Linked DNA regions of Rattus norvegicus: region 2 is linked to region 1. The links are chromatin contacts, called in public Hi-C maps. All regions are on one chromosome and are shown on one strand. Each heading gives the region's core, a stretch centred on a gene start, on an enhancer-like site or on the middle of the called end of the contact. The rest is flanking DNA. Distances are from core to core; before and after follow the strand shown.

Region 1 (6,647 bases), core at 1,920-4,419:
AAATAGTAGGGCATAAGGGAACATAGGCTGGCAGGCAGGGTGACCTTGCTTGGCTGTAGAGGACACTTCTGTCCCCAGGGGGCATCTGCGTGGGTCATGTCAGTTTGGAGGGGTACTTGGGGCAGTGGGCCACTCCACTCTTCACAAGTCCTCCTGGTCCGAGCCAGCATTGCTCTGAGAAAACCTCTCGCAGATGGGCGGATTGGGGTGTCCTGGCCAACTGGGGTCCCTGTGATGATTGTAATCATTCTAACAATCCATCCAGTTACTCACAGTCACTGAGACATGGGCGACTTCCAGAGCTTTATTTTGGTTTCTTTTTGCTACCTGAGAGACTGTTTCTCTGTGTAACAGTCCTGGCTGTCCTGGACCTTACTCTATAGAGCAGGCTGGCCTCAAATTCAGAGATACACCACCTCTGCCTCCAAGGATTAAAGGTGTGTGCCACTGCTGCCCGGTGTCAGCGCCTTACCTCATTTCCTGAGTACTAGGGTGGCATGTCTGTCCCTCCGCACTTAGCTTTAGAAACTCCCAAAGTGAATTATGGCTGTGTTGCTATTTTATTTCAGGATAGGGTGGAAGCAGGAGCTGCAGCTGGCCTCAGACATCCTGCCCCTGCCCCTCACTTCTTCATCTGACACCCCAGTTGCAGACAGTGGTACTAGCAGGTGATCCCTCTAGTCCTGCCCTCCCTACAAAGCATGCTTTGCTCAGCCTGGCCCCATCCATGCTCAGCCTGGCTACTGGCTCCAGCTACCCCCCTACCCCAGGATGGGCCAGGGTCCCCAGGGACACCAAGAGACTCAGCATTTTCTGGCTGTCACTCCTCTGAAGCCTGAGGTCGAACTCACACACACACAGAGAGAGGAGAAGAGAGGAGAGAGGGAGAGCTGGGGTACCCAGCCACCCTTGTGATAGTTCCTTCAGCTGAACTTTTGGGGTACCTGAGTCCAGCCCTGTTCTTGTCATTTGGAAACTGGGTCTCCAGTAGTCCTGAGCTCACTGAGTGCTGAGTTTGGCCTTGAACTCCTGACCTCCAGCTTCCACTTCTCCAGGGCTGCAGTGTGTGATACCCAACACCACACCTTGTTTATGGGGCACAGGGGACAGAGCTACCTGTTGAGCCCCATTGGTTTGTCTTTGGTACAGGTGGGTTTCTAGTTGGAATTGGCAACTAGTTCTCCATTGTGAACCTTCACATCCCATCCCTTTTTCTGGCCTATGGGGAGCTCAGTGGGTCAAGACACCTGCCACCAAGACTGACAACCAGGCCCATGAATGGCTGCCAGCTGTCCTCAACACACACATAACAAATACATCAGTATCCTCTGGGAAGGAACTGTGCCTGCAGAGGACCAGCGACAGATAAAAACTTCAGGGACTGCGAGGAGTTGGAATGCTGCAGGTCCTGGGCCTAATTCACTTTATCTTGGGCTAGCCTTAGCCTCCTAAGTAGCCATTTCTTGCTTCTCTGTATCAGACCTAACATCCAGACTAGAGATGTACATCCCTTTGGGATGTATCAGTTTAAGAGAATCCCAGTTAGCCACCAGCCCGAAGGCCAAGCCGTAGGCCCCCAGCTGTACTTCTGTCCTGTGCTGTGGAAGCAGTGCATCCTCAGTTACTGCTCCCTTTGTCCCATTACTGCAGAACTCCACGGAATGGCTTCTGTGCTCCTGGACTCTCAGATTTGCTCTGGAATAAACTCATCCAACTTGAGTGGAGAGCTATGTTTTTGTGTCAACATGGGGAATGTAAACTTACCCCTGTCATGTCCGGGTGTGCTGAAGTTACAAGGTGGTGACTGGGGCCTGGGGTAGAACTGGAGGCTGACAGTACTCTGACCACAGGGAGTGGGTGTCGGAGGTGTCACATGGACATGTAAGGACACACATGGCTCAATCACTTCCAGGACAGCACCATTTTGTCCCTGTAGATTCTTGTCTGTTGGGCTAGACCCTGTGTCCCAGAAAATTTGATAGCTCTGGTTTTCTCAAGGTGTTGTGTCTGCACCGTTAAGTGTGTAACCACTGGAGGGGACCTCTCTGTCTTTAGTGCCACAACCTACAGAGCACTGCTCTCCCAACCTGCCCCTTCTCCTGAGCCCTGGTGCTTGAGTCCCTATGTTCCCCTGGGGTCTTACTCAGCCCTGCTCTCTCCCCCTGATCCTGGCATTCTCCCTCCCACTTCCAACAGTGTAGCAGCCACTGTAGGCAGGCCTGGCCTCCTCATACCTGGGATGGCTTGTTCCTTCCTCTTCTAACCTGCCAGCTCTCTGTGGTGACTCAGAAGATACCAGATGTTCACTCCACTTGCCCTGCAGGGCTCAGAGAACCCAACCCACTAACTAGGCACAAGTTTCCACTGGGTACAGAGGTCGGAGGTCAGAGGTCACAGGCATGAGGGGTCCCCTGACAGCTGGGGAGATGGAGAGCCAGTAATAGATACCAGACAACTCAGTCCAAGGTGCCAGGTATGCTAGTGTACACCTGCCAACCCAGCACTGGGCAGGCTGAGGCAGGAGGATTGCCTTTTAAAGCCAGCCTGGGCTACACAGTGAGAAATCATTCTAACAAAACAAATCACCAGTGCTGGGAGGCCTGAGCCAGCTGGAGAGGGGCCAGACAATGGAGGGCAGACCTTAGAACCCGGAGAAGAGAGAAACTCTGTTTCACAGTGAGGAAGGGACCAGATGCAGCCACCATGGCCAGGCCCCACAAATGCCAGCATCACCTTCAGGTCCATGCTGAGTAGGGCAGTCCCCAGCATAGGTCACCAATGCCCAGTCTCACACACAGGCCACTTTCTCCTGAGACCTCACGTCACAGGGACCCAAGAGGAACTGTCAGGTCTGTGGAGGAGCTGGAGTGTGGGCCCATCTAGCTGGACCTGTTCCCCTTTTGGAGCAGGAACACCAGTTGCATTGGTAGGTAGGACCCAGGTGCCACCCAGACTAACCAAGACCAGCTGAGGCTTGATCCCCACAGCAGAGCTTGACTAGCCAGGCACCGTCCCATGACTCCAGGTGGCAAATGGCAAAGTCACAGCACCCCTGGATGGCTGGACAGAAGGGTGGGGATAAAAGAGAGAGAAATTGCTTAAGGTCACAGTGAGTCAGGACAGCCAGGAACCCAGCCCAGAAATGGCTCGGAGCCTCCCCGCCCTTCTTTGCCTGCCCACTTGTTGCTAGGCAACCCAAGAGGGTTTTTTTTCCCTGTAAACAAAGGACACTTCCCCAGCAGATCCACCTGGCACCAGTCCAGACCCCAACTAGCGCACTGCAGCCTGTGCCTGCCTCTTGGAGTTGCCTAGAGACAGCAGGAGACTGGCCACTGCAATCTGCCATCCAGCTACTCCGCTTGGGCACTCTGTCAAGTTCAAGGTCAAACGCACAGAATGGATTAAAGACTGGTCTTGGGGGAGACTTCAGGCCTTTTCTTGGACCATTGACTGGCAGAATATGGTAGAGCTGGGTCACCAGGGAACCATGATCCAGGCTCAGAAGGCAGGATGACAGGGTGCTCTCAGGCTCCTCTTCCCATAGGAGAGGAAATCAGTTGAGGACAGGTAGAGAAAGCCAGGTCCCCACAGGAGAGAAATCGGGAGAGGAAAGGAACCAAGCAGAGAGCCAGTGAGCAAGACTCTCATGCCCACAGCTCAGCTTGCACCATTGCTCTCACTGTTCCTCCAGCCAGCACATGAGCATGCACACACACATGCACATACCCATGCAGCAAATGCATGCACACACATGTGAACACACTAACGGTAGCTTATCAACCTCAGTGTGGCATCTATGTCCTTCCCTTATTGAATGACAACCTTTAACTTTTTCACTTGAGTCAGACGCATCCCAGCTTTTCTCTGGCTTGTCCATCCTGAGGTTAAGGTGGGATGAGGAGAGGAGGGCACACTTGAACTTCGTGTTCCCTTTCCCTCACGGCTGCTGGTAGCTGGGCCCTCGTGGGTACCTCATGCGCATGCAGCAATACCAAGAACAAACTCACCAGCCATCACGGCTCTCTCATCCAGCTGGTTAGTAGTTTGTTTCTGAGACAGACTCAACGCCCCCCTCCCCGTGTGTGTATGAGTGAAGTGTCCATTTGTTCATTTCAGACATTCTTGTGAGTCTTTGGTGACAAGTTTTGTCTCACACAGAGTCTCCCTCACTCAGTAGTCCAGGCTGGCCTGAAACTCACCTTATAGCCCAGTCTGGTCTGTGAACTCAGGAACACTCCCTTTCCCTTTCCCTTTCCCTTCCCCCTACCACCCTGTCTCTGCCTCTCAGAGTCCCACGGTTGCTGGAACTCCCAAGCTTATTACTGCATTCTGGGCTCAGAACTGAGAGGCCTATCGAGCCCTCCCCCCACCAGATTAAAACATTGGGTTTGATTCATTCAGCAGCTCTTACTCATTCCAGTGTGTGCACACACAAGAGATTTTTCTTACAAAATGTTTTTGTTTTACTTTTGTAACCCAGGCTGACCTCAGACTCCTTATCTTGAACTCATCATGCTCCTGCCTTCACTTGGGTCCTGAGCCCCTTCAAATGCGCTGTGTGGTTCTGGCTCCATCTAGTGGTCACCATGGGGCAGTACAGGCGGGCACAGAACCCAGGGACTCACCCCCTCCTCCTGTGGGTACTCTTGTACCTGTTATAAGATCTTTTCACATTGAACAGAAAAGTCATTAAGGACTGAGGCAGCTCATCAGTTCAAGCGCCAGCCGCTGTACGTGTGGTTCACAGGGCCTGTTCAGCTGCCCTCAACAGTCTGCAACGCCAGTTTGGGGTCTGACGGCCCTTTCAGGCCTCCGTGGTCACTACATGCACATGGTGCACAGTCACACATGTAGGCAAACACCACACACATAAGATAAATGCAGCTTTTTAAAGATTAAAAAAGACTTTAGGCAGGCGATGTGGAGATGCTGTCACCCCACATATGGACTCAAAACCAACCTGAGCCCCTGAAGCCCTGCTGAGGGACCGAGGGTCGGATCAAAATTTGACCACCAACTGCCACCTTCCTGCCACCATGCAGGAGGCTCTCTGGGTCTGAGCTCAGGAGTCACCTCCAGTGACTTTTGAGACAGGAGCTCACTGAACCTGGGACCAGGGATCCTCCTGCCCTCCCCCCCACCCCGTTTCTCCCCCTCTCCATTTCTGGGACTATAGGCACAAACACCAAGGCTGCTTTTTGCATGGGTTCTGTGGATTTGAACTCAGGTTCTCTCTGTGGTGCAGTGGTTGCTCTGTCCCTGGAGCTGTCTCCCCACGTGGCCTCAGATAGCATGGCTGTTCAGCTTTATCCCTAGGGAGCATGGGCTGCAGGCGTGTGATCCGGCCACCTCACCACTGCTCTCTCCACTCTAGATCCCAGCATGCAGAACTCCGAGGGAGGAGCAGACTCGCCTGCCACAGTGGCTCTGCGTCCTGCAGCCCAGCCTGTACCAGCCTCCCCACAGGTGACCGCGCCCACCCTGCCATCCCAGTGCTCTTCGAAACGTGCCACAAAAGAGCCATGACAGAGATGAGGAGAGACCACACTCCACCCACTCAACTGGCTCTTTGAGAGCTTCTGTGCCTAAGGGGAAAAAACTGAAACATTCAAAGTAGATAGAAATCTTAGGATGCTCCTCCAAGCTCCGTTCACTCTCCTCCTTCTCCACCTCCTCCCCATCTCCTCCACCTCCTCCCCATCTCCTCCTCCTCCCTCTCCCTCTCCCTCTCCCTCTTCTTCTCCCCCTCTTCTTCCTCCTCCTCCTCCCCCCCTTCCTCCTCCATGTTAGAAATGGAGCCCAGGGTCTTGAGTGTACTTTCCACCTAGCCCAGATCCATCTTGAAAGAGACTGTCCACCACTGTTCTCTGCAGCCATGAGCGCACCAGCCCTCAGAGTACAGTGCGGGATAGGACACATGGGCATGCCAGGCAAACTGGAAAGTCATGGATACAGGGACAGGACACATACTAATTCATCAGGGGCCAAAGGAACAATTGAGGTGAACTTAAGAATAGAAAGCCACACACCTTCAGGCTCTATCCTTTGCTCCTTCTGAAATGCTGGTGTTGAACCCAGGACCTTTGCCCATGCTAGAAAAGGGCTCATCACAAGACAGCTCACCTTATCCACACCTCCACCCCTCCCCACTTCACCCCTCCAACACTCCTACCTCCCCCCTCCCCCCGCCGTCCTCCCCGCCTCCCCTCCTCCCTGCCTTCCCAGCTCCTTACATGTTTGTGATGACCGACTCTCCACTGCCCGGCTCTAGCTGCCCCATCACACTTCTCAGTGTTAACTGCGGGAGCAAACTCTGAGCCTCTGCTTTTGTTCTTTTCAAACAAGGTCTCACTATGTAACCCAAGGCTGACCTGGAACTGTAAGCAATCCTCCTGCCTCAGCCTCACCCCTTTTTCTACTCTGAACTCTGGGATTACAGCTTTTCACCATCACACCTAACTCAACCCCCAGTGTTTCAGGGAATTTATTTGGGTTTTTTTGTTTGTTTGTTTTTGTTTCTTGTTTTTGCTGTTTGGTTATTGTTGTTGTAATCTTGAGACCAGGGCTGATGGTGCCTGAGGCCAGTTTCTGCAGTACTGGAAATGTTTGGCAAGGTACAGTCCTCACTTTGTAATGCACACTTTCTT
Region 2 (6,660 bases), core at 912-3,411, 60 kb before region 1:
GTGGAGAATGACCAACAGCTGCAGAAAATCCTGTCGGTGAGTGCCTGGCTGCTTGCTATCTGAGGGGTTTCCACAAAAGCCCTCCAGAAAAACCTGCTTTTGAGGAGGAAGCAGGGTAAGTTGGGCACATTTCACTCCTAGCCCTGTCAGCTGGGCTCAGCTCCCACCCTCTGTATAAGACCTACATTCACTGGAGGCCAACGCAATGCGACACCAGTAACCTCAACACTGAGGAGGTAGGGGAGAGTAAGTGTCCAGGGTCTCCTGGCCAGACAGCTCTGCCTCACTGGGAGCAGCAGGCCAGTGGAGACCCAATATTCTAGCACAGTAACAGCAGGGAGTGGCTGAGGAACTACAGATGAGGCTGACCTTTGACCTCTGTAAGCATTCACACAAATGTGCACACACATATGTCTGTGGTCTCTGCACTTGGTAGACTGAACAGGAGGATTTGCTATAAGTTTGAGGCAAGCCTGGGCTACAGAGAAAGTTCCAGAGTAGCCTTAGCTACATCATGACCTCTCAAAAAAGACTCTGTCTGCTGTCAAACTGCACACACTTCCTCTTGGCCGGCCTCAGCCATGTTGCCGCTCTGTTGAGTACTGAATTTACAGGACACACCCGCTTGCTTTACAGTGAAATTTCCCTTTCCGTTCACTTGTTTGTTTTTGTGTGTGCAGTGAAACCTGGGTTCTCTTTCTGTACTTGTAGCATTTCTTTCCTTTCTCTCTTTCTTTCTTTTCTTTTTTCTTTTTTTTTTTTTTGTTTTGCGGATATTACAGAAACACCTTCTATGTCTCACATGTGCACAGACGCCTGGCAGTCCCTCAGTCTGGCAGAATGATCTGAAAAGAGGGTCTTAGAAGGAGAACTCGGCTGGCCAGACATGGTACAGCTCAAGCTTGGTCACCGGGGACTGGGAGGATGGCAGGGACAGGACCCATGGCAGTCAGTCAGCAAGAGATCGCTTCAAAGAACAAGCTGAGATGATGGAGGAGGACACCAGACATCATTTCAATGCTGTCCTCTTCCTCTACACACATAAAGACAGATACACACAGACAAAAACATTAAAAAAAACAAAATACAAGAGCCACTAGGACAGTGAGTCCATCCTGTCAGACTTGAATCAAACCTAGAGGCATCTCCAGGGACAAGTCTGTCTGTCTGCCCATGTCTAGTTGGGGGTCATGTGTCCGCAGTGAATCTCTTCGATGACTGCAGCTCCCCTGACTCCCCTTTTCTTTTGAAACTGGGTCTTATGGAGCCCAGGCTGGTCTCCAGCTCACTGTGTAACTGAATAAAGTCCTGATCCTCCTGCCTCGACCTCCTGAGTACAGAACGTGTACCATCATACCTAGTTGATGTGGTGCTGGACATGGACCCCAGGGCTTTGTGAAGGCCCAGCTTGTGTTCTACCCACTGAGTACAGCTCTAACCCTTATTTTTATAAATTATTTTCTTTTTTAAAAAATTATTTATGTATGCATTGTGTGTATATGTGCAGGTGCACGCATGCCATGGTGTGTGTGGACGGTAGAGGAAAGCTCTGTGGGTTCTGCTCTTCTCACTCACCATGTGGCTCTCCCAGGGAGAACTCAGGTCATCAGACTTGTAGGCAGGTGCCTTTTTTATTTTTTATTTTCTTTTTTTCGGAACTGGGGACCGAACCCAGGGCCTTGTGCTTGCTAGGCAAGCACTCTACCACTGAGCCAAATCCCCAACCCCATCCCCTTTTTGAGAAGGCACTACATGGGTCCTGGGATCTGAATTCAGTGCCTTAGGCAGTGGGGGTGCTGTAGACCCTGAGTCCCAGGACCCTGAGTCCACAGGAAACTCTTTCAGATTCCACCAGACAAGATGGAGACCGTGAAAGCCATTGTGCAGTACAGGCTGCCCTTGATGGAAAACAGCACAAACCTGTACTCCGTGAGTGTAGGAGGGGTGGGGCATTGTGGGAGGGGTGGGGCCGGAGGGAGGGGCCGGTGGGAGGGGAGGGCCTGTGGGAGGAGGGCCTGTGGAAGGGGCGGAATTTGTGGGGGGCAGGGCATGTGGGCGGGAAGGGTTCTGTGGGAGTGGCAGGACAAGAAGAGGAGCTTGAGTCAGCCTGAGGTAGTAGGTTGGGCCACACAGTGAAATATATGTAGTGAGTAGGCAGGGACTCCACAAAAACTGTGCAAAGGGGCCACTCTAGGGAAGGAAATGGGCCATCTGAGTAAATGGGCAGGGCTACAGGAACAATGCTGCAAGTGATTAGTGGCATGTGCTTCTTGGTACTTGGTACTTGGTACTTTGACCCCTCAGCTCAAAACCAGCAGATGAAGGCAGGAAGTCATTATTTTGTGTGCATCAGAAAATGAAAGTAGCTGAAAAAAAATCCCAAATTGAAAACTAAGTGGATTAATATATGTTATTTAAAACCTTATTTATAACTGCCAAGGGGAAAATTACATATATGTATTTGCATGTTTGATATTTTTGAGACAGGCCCATATTCTATATCATTTATAACTTAGTATATACATATTTTCTCTTTTTGCTAATCTTATTGCAATAACTTATGTTAGGAGTGCATATATATATATGCATATATATATATATATATATATATATATATATATATATAATGTATGTCGGGGCCTGCAGGGGGAGGGGAGGTCAGATGGTTGTCTCTCTTCCAACATGTGTGTCCTGGGGAGGAAACGCAGGTCATCAAGCTTGAGCTGTCTCATCAGTGCTACAACATAATAGTTTTAATATCTGTATATAGTGTGGCATGACTGCATCAAGACAGTTAACACTTATCTTTCAAAAGATAACAATTACCATACCTCTAATCCCACCCAGCACGTGGCAGACAGAGTCAGGATGATCACTGTGAGGTCAAGACCAACCTGATATACATTGAGAGCTCCAGACAAGTCGGGCATGATGGCAAACGCCTTTAGCCCCAGCACTCAGGAGGCAGCCTGGCAGATCTGGTCTACATAGTGAGATCCAGGACAGCCAGTGATACATAGAGAGACTCTGTCTCAAACAAACAAGCAAACAAACAAATATAAAAATAAAAATATCAAACTTTTCAGTGGTAACACAAGATCTAATTTCCCCACAATTTCTGAATTATAACTCATTAATTTAAATTTTAATATTTTACTTATGTCCAAGTCATTAATAGGTTTGTCTCTCTCTCTTTTTTTTTTTTTTTTTTTTTTTTTGGAGCTGGGGACCGAACCCAGGGCCTTGCGCTTCCTAGGCAAGCACTCTACCACTGAGCTAAATCCCCAACCCCAGGTTTGTCTCTCTTAATGATGCAGACTTAGAACAGATCAGAGCAGATTAAAGGCAGATAAATGTAGGTTTAGTTGACACAACTCTTGGGTGGGTTCAGCAGCCCCGTAGAGGAGCTGAGGCAGTCATGCAAATGGGCTAAGGCAGGGAGGTTTTATAGTTCCCAAGGGAAGGCGATGAGGTATCAGCCAGGAGCTGGTATAGGGAATTATCTCTAATATAAATGTAGCAGTGAGCTAATTGGTAGCTGTATTTCTTTACCTCATGGTATTCCCCAGTAACTATACACAAAACCGTTAAGATTTATTTAGAACTGCACCTCAATAGCTGAGCAGTTAGATGATCTGTTTTTACTTTCTGTGCTAATCTGGCTACCTCCCATCCCCATCCCATGATACTTGCATATTATTATTGCTCTGACTCTGGGCTTCAGGTGTGTTTCCATGATCTCTCTCCATATCTCTTCCTCATAGCTCAAATCCTCTGTCCTCCTCGCTGATCTGAATCTCCCTCCCTCCTTCCTCTGGCTGGCAGATCTCCCGCTCTCTTCTTCTACTCTGCCCAGCCATTGGGTGATAAGCATTTATTGACAAGGCTGAGATTAAATGGTAAGAATTGTTCACACAAACTTGAGACAGATCTTGACATAAGCATTATAATGCCACACCCACATTGAAACAAGATAAGAGGGAGAAGAAATCAGCATTTGAATTAACTCGAGGATAAACTTTGCGTGGTATACAGAAGCATTATGCTGACAAGCTAGGCTGTGCCTGCCTGTGCTTAGAAGCTGGGCTCCTAGGCTGGCATAGATTGGACTGGCCGATTCCGAACAGCTGGTTACATCGGCTGCCAGAAATGAAGAACTGACCTCTCGGCACATGCCTTTGTTTAGAGTTTTCCGATGAAGATGGGTTGAGGAAAAGAGAGCAGACAGGGTTTCCCAGCTTGTGCAGGGGCAAGCAGCGGGCTCCAACCAAACCGTCATAATCTATTATAATTTTATTTTCGGCTCTGTTTAGCTACATGTTTAGCTGCCATCCTAACTACTAGGAAGGTTGAGACAGGAGGACTGTGAGCTGAAGGCCAGCATGAGCAACTACTAAGACCCCCTACTAAAATAAATAGACCTGGGATGTGACTCAGAAGTACAACTGCTGCCTAGACTCCCCCAGTGAGGGGTTGAGGGTGTGGCTATCTGGTGTCTTCTTGCCTAGTGTGTGGGTCTTGGTTCAACCTTAAGTGATGTGTTTCAAGAGAAAGAAAAAGTAAAAACCTCCTTAGATGTATCTTGACCACATTCTTCAGTCCTGGGATTGTTGAGTTTGGAGCAAAAAAGACTCTTGGAAGGGGGTAGTCCTAGAGCAGTGGCTCTGGCCTCCAGCCACTAGGTGGCAGCAGCATCCTCCCCATAGTAACGGCAAGTCTGTGCGTAGGTTGTGCCACGATCCCTGTGGATGAGAGTGCCTTTGAGTTGGGACACTGACAGGATGATTCGGTTACATACCACGGCACCTACCTACTCTGCAGTGGATTGGAGACCCCATGAAATTTGAATGGAGATAGATATGCATTTATCTATCTAGTCTCGAATTCATAACCCAGGTTAGCCTAAAACTTGATAGTGTCCTGCCTCAGCCTCCTGTGTGCTGAGATTTAGTCTCGCCAGCCTTAGTTAGGATTCAGTTTAGGAATGGAAACCTCTTGTTAGGCCCAGTGCCTCAGTCTGCTCAGCTGCCCTGGTTGAACCTAAATGATGCCATTGCTTCCATGCAGTAAAAGCCCAACCCCAAATGGCTTGAGCAAAGAAAGTTGTCAGTTCCTTTAACTACAGCCCAGAACGTAGGCTTCCAGCAGGCTGCGACCAGCAGCCCATATCCCCTGGGCTTTTTGTAGCTAATCTCTTGGCTCTTCAGGCCCCTCTCATCCCCACTCATGATCCTGTGGCCACATCCCTAGTGACAAGTCTAGGCAATAGGAACTCTTCATTCACTGCTAACTTCATCATCTTCACTGTGATTGGAGTCATATGCTCAAAATCCCAGCTAATCACGGGCACCTAGACTGATGAAGTACTCGGCTTCATCCAATCAGGGATGACGTCTGGTGTGGGGGTGGAGCTAGACCCATCTGGTTGGGTCCCTAACTCAGAAGTTAGGGAATCCATGATGTGAACTCAGGACAGGATGGGAGCTCTTCCCAGAGGTCACTGCTTCCTTCAAGAGGGCTTGGCAGGTAAAGGTGCTTGCTGCCAACCAAGCCTGATGACCTGTAGCTTGATCCTGGGAACTCACACAGTGGAAGGAGAGAACTGACTTCTACACATGCATCCCAAAATAAGTAATTACATTGAAGTCTAAGAACCCTTTGTTTAAGCTGTTTGAAGGACAGGCTTCTGTTATTTACAGCTGGTGTTGTCCTTAAGAATTGTAAATACATCAGGTGGCTGGGTCAGAGAGAGCAGCTGCTTGCCCAAGAGCACAGCACAGTCAGTCACTGCTTGGGACATTTAGATGAGGCCTGTCTGAGCTCACAGGCCCACCAGCACACAGGAAGTGGCCCAAAACTGGCCAGGGTGCAACTGGGCATTTCTGAGAGTTCTCCCAGGCCTTGACCCTTGTGACAACCTCCTCTGTCAACCTGCCTTGGGGTGAGCCTACTGGAGTTGGGCCAGCCAGGTCCCCATCCCCCACCCAACTTCCCGTCTGCAGTGGCAGGACTTCATGGAGCTGGGTAATGCCATCCCCAACATACAGCTGGACCGGGTCATCCTCAGCCAGAAGGCCAACCAGTGTGCTGTCATCATCTATACCTCTGGGACCACAGGGAGCCCCAAAGGCGTGATGCTGAGTCATGACAACGTAAGCCCCGCCCTCTGGAGCAGCTCTTATCTGGGTTTATTCTGAGCTCAAAACAGGCAATAAGGAGGCATGTATGAAGTTTATGTGGGTCTTTCCTCCATGGAGAACCACACAGTTGGTGCTGGGGGCTTGGGTGTAGACCTGGGTACAGAGCAAAGTGGGGGAAAGGCAAAAAACTGGCAGCACCGTGCCTTAGTTTCCCTGTCTGTGAAATGGGAATGGGTTTCATGGTTTCTATCTGGTGGGTGTTTGTGTGAGTCTCTCTCTCCCTCTCCCCCTCTCTCTCCCTCCCTCTCCTCCGTGTGTGTGTGTGTGTGTGTGTGTGTGTGTGTGTGTGTGTGTGTGTAGGCCAGAAACAACCTAGGCTGGGGTCCCCCAGGGGTGTCTATCTTGGATTCTTGAGATAGGGTCTCTGAATGGCCCTCAGTGATCGGGGCAGGCAGACTATCTGCCCTCTTGGGCCACCTCTCCAGTGCCGGAATTATTGATGTACGCACTACCACAGGAA

What was found. Hi-C and Micro-C count contacts between places; a contact is called where the count stands out from the background.
Region 2: a Hi-C map of Schwann cells shows a contact between it and region 1, with 3 times the contacts expected there. The contact joins two enhancer-like sites. A contact is called at or near these places in 12 of 12 Hi-C or Micro-C datasets (the A7r5 cell line, the Rat2 cell line, Schwann cells and 7 more) and 1 of 1 datasets of contacts at active chromatin or transcription factors (oligodendrocytes).

Annotation. Positions count from the first base shown.
Region 1 is chr9:1,724,988-1,731,634 of GRCr8, reverse strand. It overlaps Rfx2 (regulatory factor X2), which reads left to right. Exons shown (of 18, transcript NM_001413766.1): 2 at 5,375-5,466. The coding sequence starts at 5,383. Among named protein-coding and RNA genes, the nearest start is that of Rfx2, 30 kb to the left of the region's middle. Within about 2 kb of position 3,169, at least 70 of the 93 cell types and tissues checked have an H3K27ac peak or open chromatin away from gene starts, as enhancers often do. A contact at or near this core is called in Schwann cells, where this site is marked.
Region 2 is chr9:1,783,567-1,790,226 of GRCr8, reverse strand. Acsbg2 (acyl-CoA synthetase bubblegum family member 2) reads left to right here. Exons shown (of 15, transcript NM_001080096.1): 5 at 1-36; 6 at 1,846-1,929; 7 at 6,003-6,152. Among named protein-coding and RNA genes, the nearest start is that of Acsbg2, 15 kb to the left of the region's middle. Within about 2 kb of position 2,161, at least 2 of the 93 cell types and tissues checked have an H3K27ac peak or open chromatin away from gene starts, as enhancers often do. A contact at or near this core is called in Schwann cells, where this site is marked.